2 separate regions of the Mus musculus genome follow, and region 2 is linked to region 1. A link is a contact called in public ChIA-PET data. All regions are on one chromosome and are shown on one strand. Each heading gives the region's core, a stretch centred on a gene start, on an enhancer-like site or on the middle of the called end of the contact. The rest is flanking DNA. Distances are from core to core; before and after follow the strand shown.

Region 1 (7,200 bases), core at 4,600-7,099:
GGGAAGGCCCGGAAGGACCTCCTGAGAAAAGCAACGTGTAAAGATGTGTGGACAGTCTCATCCTGTGTCAGTGTGCAGAAGTGAGTGTGGACAGTCTCATCCTGTGTCATTGTGCAGAAGTAAGTGTGGACAGTCTCATCCTGTGTCAGTGTGCAGAAGTGAGTGTAAGGATGGGGACACGGGAAATCAGAGGAGTCGATGGAAGCACTGTGGTTTTAAAGTTTGCATATCTTATATATAAGTCTATGATAGGTACAGAACTAGTTGTATACAGTGTATATAAATTACACTGTCACCTGGAGAAAACAGGTGGGAAGGCTTGTAGTAACCTGGTCCATGGTTTTTTTAGGTATTGCGGCACTGACCTTCGCTCTGCTGATGTCGGCAAGAATGGGCATCTTCCAAGAGACTCTGTACAGACAGTTTGGGAAGCACTCCAAGGAGGCGTTATTTTATAATGTAAGCAACTTCTTAAACTCTGGGAAGGGGAACTTCCCCATTCGTGATAGGATGTGCTGAATGAAATGCTATGTGATTGACAGACCGTGTTTGTGTTTATAACCGGCCTTTAGACAGAACACTGAAGTACTTTAAGCAGGCAGATAGTGTGTATTTTGAGTGGCAGGTATTCATATGAGATGATCATGGTCAACCACATAGAACATTTAAAGGACAAGGAACCAAGGCCCACAAAGTTCCTGTAGGTACAGTTGTTCAACCAATATAGAAAGCTGGAAGGGAAGCATAAGACACAGGGCAACAGGTCAGGGCTGTGGGTATCAGTGGGGCAGTTGGGGCTGGGGGCTCAGGGCCTGAGTTTCCCAAAGGGGCTTTAGTCGTGTGATGGTTCAGGCCACCGCTTGTACCTGAGTTTCTTCATTGTAAAGGGTCACCTGGCAGGCACTCCTATAGCTCTCCTCCTCCCCTTCTTTACTGCTGTTGGAGTATGACCAGGGAACCGACTGTCCTCCAAGGCCTGGGGACTGTTCCTCCCATGCGCAGTTAATCCCAACAGGCAGGTGGACACATTCACTTGGCGCTAGAGTTTGTGGCTGGGGATTTTTAATGGTAAACATTCTGCCTGCTTTGTATCTTTCCTTGAGAGCAATGGCAAGCACAGTGACAGCTCAGCAAGAGTCGCTGTGACTTGATTTGACCTTGTGTGGTGTGAGGGAGATGGAGGTTGTCAGGCACTTATGTTCTCTTCCTCGTTAGCCTCTTCTCACCATTTGTTTGTTTCTTGTCCATAGATTGTCTTCAGATCTCTTTCATACTAGTTTCTAAATCCTTTAAGATCTGTGTGGGCCTTGTAATTTCCAAATATAGTATGTAGCAACTCCTTTTGGGCACAATGTCTGTGTGCTGAGGTCCCCATTTCCCTTGTAGAGGGAAGGACCCTACTCCATGTGCTTTCTCCATGGTGACCATCAGACTCCATAAGATGTCACTGGAGGGCACAGAGGCACTAGACACCTCACCTTAGGGGGCGCTCGTGCTCCCTGGCCTGCTTGAGTCGTTGTAGAGCTACCCTAACTGTGCTTCGGTGAGTTTGCAGTTACCTCTGTGTGATCCGTTTCTTCCCACAGCACGCCCTTCCACTTCCCGGGTTCATCTTCTTGGCCTCTGATATTTATGACCACGTTGTCCTGTTCAATAAGTCTGGTAAGTCTGGGGTCATGTGGCAGTGTTCGCCGGCAGTTTCTGAGGCAAAGCCTCACTTTGACATTTGGCTCAAGCACGGCTTATCTCATGTTTGTCTGAGCCGTTGCTCCTCCGGGGCGTCCAAACAGGGCTGTTAGTCAGTAGTTGCAGCAGCGAGAGAGAGCTTCCCGCGCTCTCTCCTAATATCCTTTGGCATTGTGTGTTTTGAGTCTGGGTACGAAGCTGGGTTGGAGCCCTGGGAGGTGGGGTGGCAGCCTGGCTGTCTCTATCTTGTCTGTGAAAGGCAGAGCTGCTCACAGGTCCCAGTCGCCTCGGCGCCAAGCACGCCAGAGCAAAATGATGACAGGGCTTGTCTCCTAGCTACAGATTAAATAAACAAGATAAAGTAATTACAAACAACATTTTAAAAGAAGAAATGTGAAACCAGCGTGAAGTGTCTGTATGAAGATGGGCTGTTGCTTTTTAGGGCAACTATGTAGTAAGTTGATGATGGATGGTCACTCCCCTGGAAAGACCTCACACATACAACCTGATCGTCTAAAAGTACTTATGTAGATAGGTAGACAATAAGAAAAGTCTTGTTTAAATCAAGGCTGTCTGTTGCACACAGCACAGGTAAGGAAATGCATTGTATACCACATTGGGCCTGATCTGCCTGTGCTGGTGCTGTGTCTGTCGTCTTTTGACCTAGAAATGTGTTATGAAAGTAGTAGTAAAAGGGACCTCGAGGCTCCGAACTACAAGACCTCACTTGTCACTATTAATGTCCTGGTTTGTGGAGATCCTGGGGATCCCCATGGAGCCCCACTCCTGTGGTTAGCACAGACTGAGAGCAGGTAGGGAAGAGACGTGCATGCCAGCTGCTTTCAAGGGAAACGGTGCTGCAGTTCCCGTCCCTGTTTTTGCCTGTATAACCTTGGTCTGTCCATGCCGCCATGATTGTGTCATCTCTTTGCCTCTGCAGAACTCTATCAAGTTCCAGTCATCGGTGTGACGATGCCCGTCATGTGGTTCTACCTCCTCATGAATGTCGTGACTCAGTATCCTTTAGTCCTCTTTTATGTCTGTCCCCATGTTGCTTTGGCAGAGGATTGTTTATTCTAACAATGTGGGGATATGAATTTGGGTTCTGCCTTGATTTATATGGTAAGCTGGAGACAGATAAACCCATTCATGAAGCCCCTTTGTAGAGGGAAAGAGAGTAATGGTGCAGAAGGTCAGATAGGTCCCACTGAGGAAACAGGACTCCGTGGATTGATGGTGCAGAAGGTCAGATAGGTCCCACTGAGGAAACAGGACTCCGTGGATTGCTTACAGCTGGTTATGTTATGAAATAGTCTGAGATTCCTGCCTGGGTTCCTGGTATCCTAGAAAATAGTTATTATTCATGACTATTATAAGTCGCTGCAAGGTTCTGAAACAAACTTCAAATTGAGACTACTTTAAAAGTAATTATGTTAGTAGAAGGACCTTACTACTATATGAGTCGTGGCATCTTTAAAACATTGAAACAGATGGCGGTTGAGTGCCTCCCCTGAAACCACATAGATTTGCCATACAGAGCTTCAGGAGAGATTGGAGGGCCTGAGGACAAGACAGAATAAGTTGAGTAGGATCCCCTTCCCGAGAGTGGCACTCCGGCATTCAGTTCAAGATGACCTTCATTATAAACTGTAAGGACAATCCGTAGTAATGGGCTTAGGAATGGCAGGGCCAGAGTCCTTCGGCAAGTCCTGCTAAGGAGAGTCCACACAGCATTCTTCCTGTTTTCTCAGCATGTCAAGTTGAAGCCAGGACTTGAACCTAAACCCTAGTTTACAGAGAACAGCCTTAACCACTCCTCCAGATATGTGTGCATCCGGGGTGTGTTCATCCTTACAACAGAGTGTACCTCCCTCACCGTCACACTGGTTGTGACTCTGCGCAAGTTTGTGAGCCTCATCTTTTCTATCTTGTACTTCCAGAACCAGTTCACTATGTGGCACTGGCTGGGCACCTCGTTTGTCTTCATTGGAACCTTAATGTACACAGAGGTGTGGAAAAACCTCGGGACCACAAAAAGTGAGCTGCAAAAGGATGACAAGAAGGACTGAGGTCTGCCTGGGACAGACAGACAGACGGTGTTATGTGAGAGCGGCCTCTGCTGCAGGTCTGGCCACCATTTCACTTTAGCTGATGCCAAATTACCAGAGTATTGAAGCAGAAAGGCTCCAGAGCTTCCTCCAAAAGGATGGGACTCATCTGCTCTCACGAGTCTGCATTTGTAGATTCCACATAGGCATCCCTGAGATAGAATAAACAAAACAAGCAAGGCTACCAGGCAGACCGTCGGGCAGCCTCTGCATTTGCTTTTCTATTTCTTTGCCAGAACATCAGAACCATATTTGTTGAATTCCAAGTCTCAGAGCTTCTAGTTTTCTACCTGTGTCGCACTTGTTGCTACCGATGCCTTTTTGCTATGTACCTCTTTCCTCCCGTCACCCCTGCACACTTAAGCACTTTGCAGCACAGCCAACATTCCAGGCACAATCAGGCACTGAGTGATCCAGTGGACATGCGAAAAATTAGACCCCAGGAGTGATGAGGCCGGACTCCCTCCAGCGTGTTGGTGTTGGGAGAGAAGCAGTTGTCCCCATGAGCAGATCTGTGAGCTGGATGCCGGTGATGCTGGAGTAGACGGCTGGATCCCACCACGCACATTTCACGTTATTTGATTAGTCAATGCAAAGATCACACACTTCTTTCACCTGTTGCTTTCTGTAGTTAGAGCAGTCCTGCAGCGCTCATTGCACATTAGAAAGGAAGAAAACTTGAAAGTGGATCGAGAAGAGGGAGACCTTTCCTTCCATCTCCCACGTGAAGCCCCTTGGCCTGTTTACGGAGATGGAGAAGGAAGTGTGGCCCAATACAGCTCACTCTTTCAGCACCCTGAGAGACTGTTGCCCCTGTGAACCCAGCCACACACTTCCATGGGACTCCTGTGGGTTTCAAATATGTGTCTGTGAGAGGCGTTAAGACCTGGTAGCCAGAAGATACTTCTGAGAATTGTCACCTGTCAAGTCATCGATGATGATTGATTGATACACAGGCGTGAGTGTGCTCAAACCCCAGCTGCGGCAGGGTGAAGTCTTCTTGTTCCATAGATATGGGACTGCTTTTGGGTGTGCCTGGGAGGTGGCATGACACAGCATGTTTACATACAGAAACAGGCCTGGCTCTTTTCCGCTGATCACTCTGAAGGTCTGATTGTCCTCTCTTGGATCCCCTTGAGGAAGAGTAACCCTGTCACACAGCATGTGGCGCTTGTGTGCCCTTAGCTGGATTGTATGTGATTGAAGAACAAGAACATTGTGTTGCTTTCTTTCCTCGTCCCCACTTAGGGCCAGACCCTCATTACCCTCACCTAGCCATCTGCTCCTCTGCAAACAGCTACACACAATGTTTCTCTCGCACAGACGACAGCCTTCCATTCTTCCACTATGTGCTGACTGTGCTCAGACTGAGGAGTGGCTCTCCATCTCCTCGGCTCACTGTAGCTCTTTGTTGCACCCTCTGAAGATGCTCTTTGATGGGTCTGAACAGCAGCAGCAAAGAGAACTATCCCAATCCTCTGGGTCCCCTGGGAAGGCAAAGAGAACTGTCCTAATCCTCTGGGTCCCCTGGGAAGGCAGTTAAGACTTTTTTCTGTTACATTAAATGCAGATACTGTTTCTCCACCTAAGTCCCCAGGTTTGCAGACTGATTGTCATTCTGGCCATTGACAGCTTCCCAGTGCTGGTAATGGTCTGTTCTCAAAGACCTGAATTAGATGTGAACCCATTCACAGTCCCAGAAGCTCTGTAGCTACTTTGAAATATGTGGGGTTGCCTGGACCAATGTTGCTATAAATACCAAGTGTTAAAAGCCCCCTTAAAAAGACAGTAATAAAAAGTACTTTTTTCTTCCAGTTTAACAGAAGAATCTGTCCCTCGGGGCTCTTGAGGCTCCATTCTGATTACTCCTAACAGGCTATAACCTTCAGTTACCTAGAGCTTCCCTTTTTATGTTGGGAGAAGTAGCACACAGCTTGTAGTTCCCTGAGACTGGCTGATACAATCTAACTGGACCGGTTAGGGTTTCAGAATGTGTATCCCTTTGTGGGTTTTGTTGAAGGAGATGTAAGAACAGATAAGAGTGCGGGCTCTGCTGGCTCAAGCTAGCAAGTGCCCCAGCTGCTTCCTGCCGTGCAGTAGACAGAAGAAAATGTAACCGGCACTAGTTACAGTTTTGTAAAATTGCCCTTCTAAAGGTTCTGTTTTCCTTCTCATTGTGTATGCTTGTTGCACAGGGCCCTGTGGTTGGACACTTCCCTGCAGTTGAGTACTTCCCCCAAGCTCTCCTCTCCCCGTGTTAGGTCCTGCTGTTCCCCTGAACAGTTTTGCCTTCTACCTTCAGATCGCATACACACCGTGGTTTCATGTCTCTCTACAAAGCTCAGGAGCTACAAATAAGAGCACACATATGCTGTTTGTCCTCCCTACACCAGCTAACCCCTTAATAGGACCATCTCTGGATACATCCATAAAATCACTCTTTATAAAAGTCATTTCTCTTTGCCATTTGTTTGTTTGTTTGTTTGTTTGTTTAGCATGTGGACTGTAAAGGTTTTAAAAGGGCAAATAAGCCATTTTACCAAGGACCAGGCTCCATGGAATGTAGAGAACTGCCTATTAAACACCTTTGTTCAGAGACAGAGCATATCGTTTGTCTCAAAATAGAGCTTAAGACATGTAAAACTCTAGAGCAAAAGCCAAATAGCAAAGGCCTCTAGCCGGGAAATGTAGTGTGTCTGCGGCCGCACGGCAGCATGACTCGTGTATGAGGTGGCAGGACAGGGGTGGACGCTTGGGTTATACTTACTATCTCACAACCTGCTGTTGCCGACGCCGTCTTTATCACTTTCACTAGAAACATGTTTTCAGTTCTTAAACTTTTTTCTCGCAGTGCCGAGGATCAGACCTAGGGCCCCATAGATAGTGTGGATTCTTTTGTTTTCTTTTCACCCAATACACTAGGTAGACTTACAGTTGATTTTATGAGGTTGGTTCTGCATATCCTTTCCCCTTCTTCCTGCCCAGCTGACCAAAGTCCAGCACTCAGTTCTCTGCCAGGGTGGTTGGTGCTGCCTGTGGCTGCCCTCTTCTGTTCTGGGAGGAACACATGGTAGTTCTGAGGGGTCTCAGCCTGCAGTCATTTCCCGGGCCCGCTTTCCTCCATGCTGGGGTCCGCTTTTGGATTTTGTGCCTTTGCTCTTCCTGACCCCTGGGTTCCTGACTGCACCTGCATCCCCTTGGGCAGTTGAGTCCCTGGGGCTTGTGGTAATTTTCAGGAGTTTTCTAGGGTATTTATATCCATCTAGAATGCCTTGTCTAGTGTTTCTGTAAGCATCGCTAGTAAGAGTGCAGTGTATGGGAAGCACTCGGCAGAGAGCTTGCATGGAAGCTTTATCTGAACCGACTGCGTATTCTTGTCCAGCTCAGCCCAGGAGCAGAGAACCAC
Region 2 (6,701 bases), core at 73-2,572, 87 kb after region 1:
TCAGGGCCTCTCCTCCCCTGCTGTGTCTGTGGTTGGTTAGGCCTTCTGACAGCTAGGAAACATGCAACTCTATGCTCTTCCCATAAGAACTACTTTACAGTGGAAACTGTATGATTTGTTTGTTTGTTTGTTTATTTGGAGGTCCCTATGCAACCCTAGCTGGCCTAGCTGGCCTTGAAATCACAGAGATACTCCTGGCTCTGCATCCCAAGTGCTGTAACTAAAGGTGTGTGCCAATGCCAGGGTTGTATGTTAAGAACTTCCGGGTTGGAAAAAAAAAAAAAAAAAAAAAAAAACGGAAATGATTCTGCAGATGGACAGTGCCTTGGTTTAGCCAGGGGGACAGCCTGGGTTACAGCGGTCCTGCACCCTCGACCATACTAAAGACACAAATAGGCTTACTTAAATTTTCTACAATAAACAATTACAATCTAATTTCAGACACAGAGAGTGAGTTTTGTAATAAATTAGTGTTTCTCACAGCATTCTGCATGCCTCATAAAAGTATTTTACCAACGGGTTCACAGATCATTTCTGAGTTGTCCACACCCAAGTGACACCAAAATGCAAATTATCCCAAAACTAAGTCAGGGGTGGACACACACATGCCACCTTCAAAGGATGACATTTCCAATAATGTAATCAGAAAGGCAAACTCCAAAGTTCCAAGTGTCGCCCATCCCAAAATCAATCTAGCTAGAGTAGCAGCAAGCTGCCACACACATTTTGATGTGTTAGGATGTAAAGGACTAACCATTTCAGTTATAAGACAAACTAAATTATAGATTAAGGATTCAAGATAGCTGCGTGCGGTGTTACGTGACCTTAATCCCAGCCCTCAGAAGGCAGAGGTGGACAGATCTTTGTGGTTTCGTGGCCAGCTTGGACTACACAGTGAGTGTCAGGCCAGAGTGCTGTAACTAACAAACAAAAGCATATCTAACAAAAGAACAGAAACAACCATGGAGGGAGGGGTCAGGGAGACAGGAAGGGGGATTAAGAGCACTGGCTGCTCCTCCAGGAAACTAGGACTCTGTTCCCAGCACCCACATGACAGTCCCAGGAGACCTGGGACTCTTCTGGTCTCAGTGACACTGCCTGCATATAGTGCACATCCATTCATGTTTATCCACATGCTAAACAAAGGAGTAAATACAAAAAAGAGGAGAGTGAGATATGAAAGTCTCCTACTCTTAAAATTGTTTTGCTCAAAAAAGAAACAGTAGAGAAAAAATAAAAAAGAAGTAAAGGCCAAAGTGACGCAGAGGAAAACGGTTTAGATAAGCACGTGTCAGATCCAGAACGGAAAAAGATTTCACAAGAAGATAAAAATAATAAAGAAGTCTATTACAGAAAGTGTCGACTTATTCTACACATCATTTTAAATGTGTAGCTGAAATACCTTACATTCAATAAGAAGCAAATTACAACTGTCATAAAGAAAATGATGGCTAAGAGAATGGACTGATTTTTTTTTTTTTTTTTTTTTTTGGTTTTTCAAAACAGGGTTTCTCTGTGTAGCCCTGGCTGTCCTGGAACTTACTCTGTAGACCAGGCTGGCCTCGAACTCAGAAATCCGCCTGCCTCTGACTCCCAAGTGCTGAGATTAAAGGTGTGCACCACCACGCCTGGCTGATAATTTTTAAAAAGAAATAAAATTTTAAAAAATGTTTAACCTCATTGATAATCAAAGAAATATATATAAAACAGTATACAAGGCACCAGGTTTCACCACCAGACAGACAATTTTTAAATGATCCTGTTGACAAACGAACAGCCAGACATGCCTACAGTAAGTTATCCTAACTTCATAACTGCAGTGGGAAGAGAAAGCATGAATGTTCAAAACAGAAATCAACAAGTTTTATGACAGCCATTCCCAGAAATGGCATTTCCAGAAATCCATCATAAGGAAATAATAAAAAATGCATGTAACGATGGATTTATGTGTGAGCATATATACTTCAACATTATTTTAACAGCAAGTTGTAAACACAACAAATTTCAATAAGTAAATAATTCAATAAATCCTGACAGATCCATTAATAGATTATCTTATGCTATTAAATCAGCTTTTTGAAATGTTGGGACAATTTGTTTTCTATATGGGAATTCAATGTCTGTTGCACACTGCACGCACACACACACACACACACACACACACCCTACTTACAAACTACATAGTGAAAAAGAAAAATTCCAAAACTTGAAATTACAAAAAAAAAAAACGTAAGAATATTTTAAAAATCAAAATAAGGAAGATTTATTAAAACACAAAATTCAGAAATGATAAGAGATCACAGTTAAATATAACTCCCAAACTCCCCTCCATTCCCCAGACATAGCGCCACACATACACGAGCCTTGGAGGGTCCATAACAACCCCAAAACTTATAGGCCAAGCTAACAGGAACCAATTCTTCTGGCTCTGAAGATGAGCCTACAATCCAGGGCTGGCTGGAGAGCCTGAGGTTCCTTCGAGGGCTCTAGAGGAGAACTCTTCCTTGTCTTTCCCAGCTTCTGGTAAAGATAGAGAGCACTGACTTAGAGCAACATAAAGCCAGTGCCTGTGTCTGCTTTCTCCCTTCTGTCTCTTGTAAGAACACCCAGGCCTGAGAGATGGGTCATCAGTTAGGAGGAACTAAGTTCCATTCCCAGCTACATGGAGACTTGAAACCATCACAACTCATACATGTACACAGACATACATGTACCCACAGACATAAAATAAACTGATAACTGAAAAACAAACAAACAAAAAAACCACTGTCTTTTAGGCCTCCCTAACTCTTGATTCCGGGGTGACAATCTCATCTTGGAATCACTAACCTCATCTGTAGAAATCCCTTTTCTAACCCAGGTTACGTTCAGCAGGCCAAGGGGCTTGGGCACATCCTTGGTGGGGGATGTCACAGTTGAACCCAATCTACCTTGAAGCATTACCTTCCAGGGGAAGTTGCTCCACAACCACATTTACCTGAGAGAGAGGGCGTCGTGCAGCTCCCTACACAGCAGCTACCCTGGAGTGGATCCTGCTGCTAAAACATTTAGGGACATCCTGCCCCACCACCATGCTGGTTAGCACCACTATTGAAGTCACCTGACATAGTCTTCAATCATTCGCAACATCTTCTCCTCATCCACTACCTCTATTCTGCCTCACTATTTCCTTCTCAGATGGCTCTCTGGGATCTTCCTCCTTCTTCACCGCCTCTGCCGTACGGAAGACCCTCACAGTCTCCATTAAAACAGGTATACTGATCTTCATGCTCTTTCTTCGCCCAGTAGGGAAACTTCTGAGCCTCCTTCTTATACATGGTCTTCCTAGAATTTTACCGCACCTTAAACATCACCCACACCCTTCAGAGGAGAGGGGCTGAGGGCTCCTGAGAGTCATATTTTCATCCAACAACCTTCTTAAGTACCAACTACAAACCAGATATTGTAAAATTTGAACAAAATAAACTCCCCAAGGTCAACTATCACGCTAGCACAGTGGTTCTCGTGCTCCTGAACACTGCTACCCTTTACTGCAGTTCCTCATGTTGGGTGGACCCCAAACATAACATTACTTTCGTTGCTACTCTAGAATGGTAACTTTGCTACTGTCATGAATAATAATGTAAATATATATGCTTTCTGATGGCCCGAGGCCACCCCTGTGAAAGGGTCATTTGACCCCCAAAGAGGTTGCGATCCACAAGTTGAAAAACACTATTCTAGAGGGAAGGAAAATAACTCATCACGATATAAAGTATAAAACGTGATATGATGTAATCTTCAGCAATAATAACAATGAAAAGCCCTGCGGAGGACCGGGAACACAGGAGGAGGTGCTGGAGAGGCTAGACATGGAGTCTGTGAGGCAGACAGGAGGAAAATGATGGCACTTCTGCCCTCTAATCCCTAACCAAAGAGCATGTGGCCCATGCTTAGCCCGAAGTGAACTGGTCCCCCTCCCTAAGTAGTGTAGACCTGACCCTAACACATCTTCTGTCCTACTCCGATGGACTAATGATCTTAGTCAAGTCCTTGACTTCTTTAGCAGGCTCACTCCAAACCTATGAACTGGTTTAAGTGCAGGCAGGCCAAGCTTGCTGCTATGGAGTCCACATTAAGTAAGAGTCATGACTAAAGGGAAAGTCACATTGGTCTTGACCTGAAATCTCAAAAAGTACTGATGAGCCAACGAAGCAGCTTAGGAACAGGGCTGCAAGGGAACACCTATCGGCACTCAGCAGAGAACCCGGGATACTGCCACTATTTCTAGGACTGGATAGCAGCTCAGGCTACCTAGCCTGGGCTGGCCTCCCCCTTGCTCATCCCCAATGGCAGGAGTAGAAGAGAGACTGACTGTAACAGTGATGTGACCATGACAGCATCTCTAATAGCCCAACCTTGGGCTGCCTCTGCTTCAGGGTTAGCCTCTGCAATAACCCAGGACCCCCCCCCCGCCCCCCAGATCATGTACCCAGCCATTCCTCAAGCCTAATAAATGTAAACTCAGAGAGAGAGAGAGAGAGAGAGAGAGAGAGAGAGAGAGAGAGAGAGAGAGAGAGAGAGAGAGGTCAAGTGCACTCAGCAGTCAGTCAGCTCCCCACGAATTCTTTTTGCTCATACACATGAACAAAAGTATGAAGCCAGGCTCCAGGGGAAGATCCTTTCACTGCTTGCCTGAGCCATTGAAAAGAGCATATTGCTCAACAGTGGCAAGCATGAAATCCTTCGCATCTGACCATGCCCCATCTAAAGCGTTACAGAAGCAATGCTTAGCTGTTGCCACCTCCGTCCATATCACAGGAGAGTGTCCAGGGCTTACTTAGGACTGAAATTCTTTCTTTGCACCTGTCATTTTACAAGCATTATATTGCTACTCCTTACAATCACTGGCAAGAAGTACTGATAATACATTCTGAGGTATGAGCCAGACAGAGTGGTGCACGCCTTTAATCCCAGAGGCAGGGATCTATGAGTCTGAGGCCAGCTTGGTCTACAAAGTAAATTCCAGAATAGTCAGGGCTACATAGACAAACCCTGTCTCGAAAAACAACAGCACCTACCCCTAGCCCCACCACCAAGCACCAAGATTCAGAGTAACCCCTGACAAGAATAGTGCTTCTGGGAGGAAGTAGGGAGGTTGGAGAACTGAGAGTCTGGGTCAGTTTTTAAGTGCTAGCCACGGTCTGGGATGTCACAGGGACCTCAGAGAGGAAGCTGGCAGAGGCCTCCCTAATCAGCAGACAGGAGACGCTGGTAAGGGCAGTCAGGCACATGCATATGCACAGGTGTACCACGGATGAAACTGCTACCAAGAACACAGTATTTCTAACATCAAATTTAATCATGGAGGAAGCAGCATACCTATGTTGTGTTCCCTGTACAAATACATTTTCCATCCCTGAATCAAAGAATTATCAGCTATCCCGGAGAAACCCCTTAGGGCTCTTCAGATGGTCCAAATGACATTTCAAAGGACTGTTGCACTCCCTAGCATGCCGGTGGGGGACCGTTACCATCAATGACTGATTTGCCAGAGGAGTCCTCTGAAAGGCATGTGGCCACTTTTTACAAAATAGAGTCACTAACATTTGTGAACTCCTTCATTTGAACATATCTTCCCCCCTCCCCCCAACTTTTCCAATGTAGTTTAGAAGGTGACTTAAAAGCAAGAAAGTGGTAAACCCTGTGTTCTGGCTAAATGAAGGGAGATGCACTCCAAACTATAACATGTTTGACTCATGTCAAAAGGCCAGTACAAAACAATGGGAGACAAGATAACTCTAATATAATTTCGTTTATAGCTTATGTGCTAAAGTTAAATTTCAGATATTGTGATGGTTTGTATATGCTTGGCCCAGGGAGTGGCACTGTTTGGAGGTGTGACCTTGTTGTGAGTAGGTGTGCCACAGTGGGTGTGGGCTTTAATACCCTTATTTTAGCTGCCTGGAAGTGAGTATTCCGATAGCAGCCTTCAGATGAAGATGTAGAACTTGCAGCTCCTCCTGCACCATGACTGCCTGGATGCTGTCATGCTCCTACCTTGATGATAATGGGCTGAACCTCTGAACCTGCAATCCAGCCCCAGTTAAATATTGTCCTTATAAGACTTGCCTTGGTCATGGTGTCTGCTCACAGCAGTAAAACCTTAAGATAGTTATACCAAGTTTAATAATGTGTACTACTAAAGTTAGCATTTCCTGTTTCTTTTTTCTATTATCAATTCGAGGCACTTTACTTTACACCTATGGCTCACATTCAGGCCTCATGTTCTCAAGTATTACCCCACACCCATTTTGGAGGGAAGGGCCCTTGATTCTCATCTACTGTAACTGTTTTATACGCCTTGCTGTTTCTTCTCTTGAAATCTGAGATGTACTGAGTTAGTATTTAATGAGCATATTCTACCTTCTCAGCATCCCCCATATAAATATGAAAACCATTTTAAGCACAAAATGTTTCCCCAGTCAATCTTCAAAGGCAACTTCAGAAAAAGAACAATGAAGGCCATTTGGAACAGGAATTGTACTGACTTCCTACCACACAGATGCAAGGGCCAAGGTCATTAATAGAATTAATTACCTTGTAAGAAGTCACTAGATCTACTCAGTAAACAGAGCAAGTGAGATGAAGATCAATATGAAAACTGTTTATTCTCAGACCTTAATAACTGACTTGTGTTGGGTTGTTTACAGCCTAAGGAA

Evidence for each region. ChIA-PET counts read pairs in DNA pulled down with a chosen protein or histone mark.
Region 2: a contact with region 1 is called in an SMC1A ChIA-PET map of the G1E-ER4 cell line, with 6 read pairs. The contact joins two enhancer-like sites. A contact is called at or near these places in 1 of 15 datasets of contacts at CTCF or cohesin (the G1E-ER4 cell line), 4 of 484 Hi-C or Micro-C datasets (the P5424 cell line, embryonic stem cells, nephron progenitors and 1 more), 2 of 115 datasets of contacts at active chromatin or transcription factors (the HPC-7 cell line and embryonic stem cells) and 3 of 9 other capture datasets (adipose tissue, embryonic stem cells and liver).

The regions. Positions count from the first base shown.
Region 1 is chr6:34,154,935-34,162,134 of GRCm38.p6, reverse strand. Slc35b4 (solute carrier family 35, member B4) reads left to right here. Exons shown (of 10, transcript NM_021435.3): 7 at 350-459; 8 at 1,587-1,662; 9 at 2,627-2,702; 10 at 3,509-6,256. The coding sequence ends at 3,755. Among named protein-coding and RNA genes, the nearest start is that of Gm13855, 19 kb to the left of the region's middle. Within about 2 kb of position 5,849, at least 122 of the 459 cell types and tissues checked have an H3K27ac peak or open chromatin away from gene starts, as enhancers often do. A contact at or near this core is called in the G1E-ER4 cell line, where this site is marked.
Region 2 is chr6:34,064,077-34,070,777 of GRCm38.p6, reverse strand. All of the region lies in intron 7 of Lrguk (leucine-rich repeats and guanylate kinase domain containing), which reads right to left. Among named protein-coding and RNA genes, the nearest start is that of Gm38786, 38 kb to the right of the region's middle. Within about 2 kb of position 1,322, at least 4 of the 459 cell types and tissues checked have an H3K27ac peak or open chromatin away from gene starts, as enhancers often do. A contact at or near this core is called in the G1E-ER4 cell line, where this site is marked.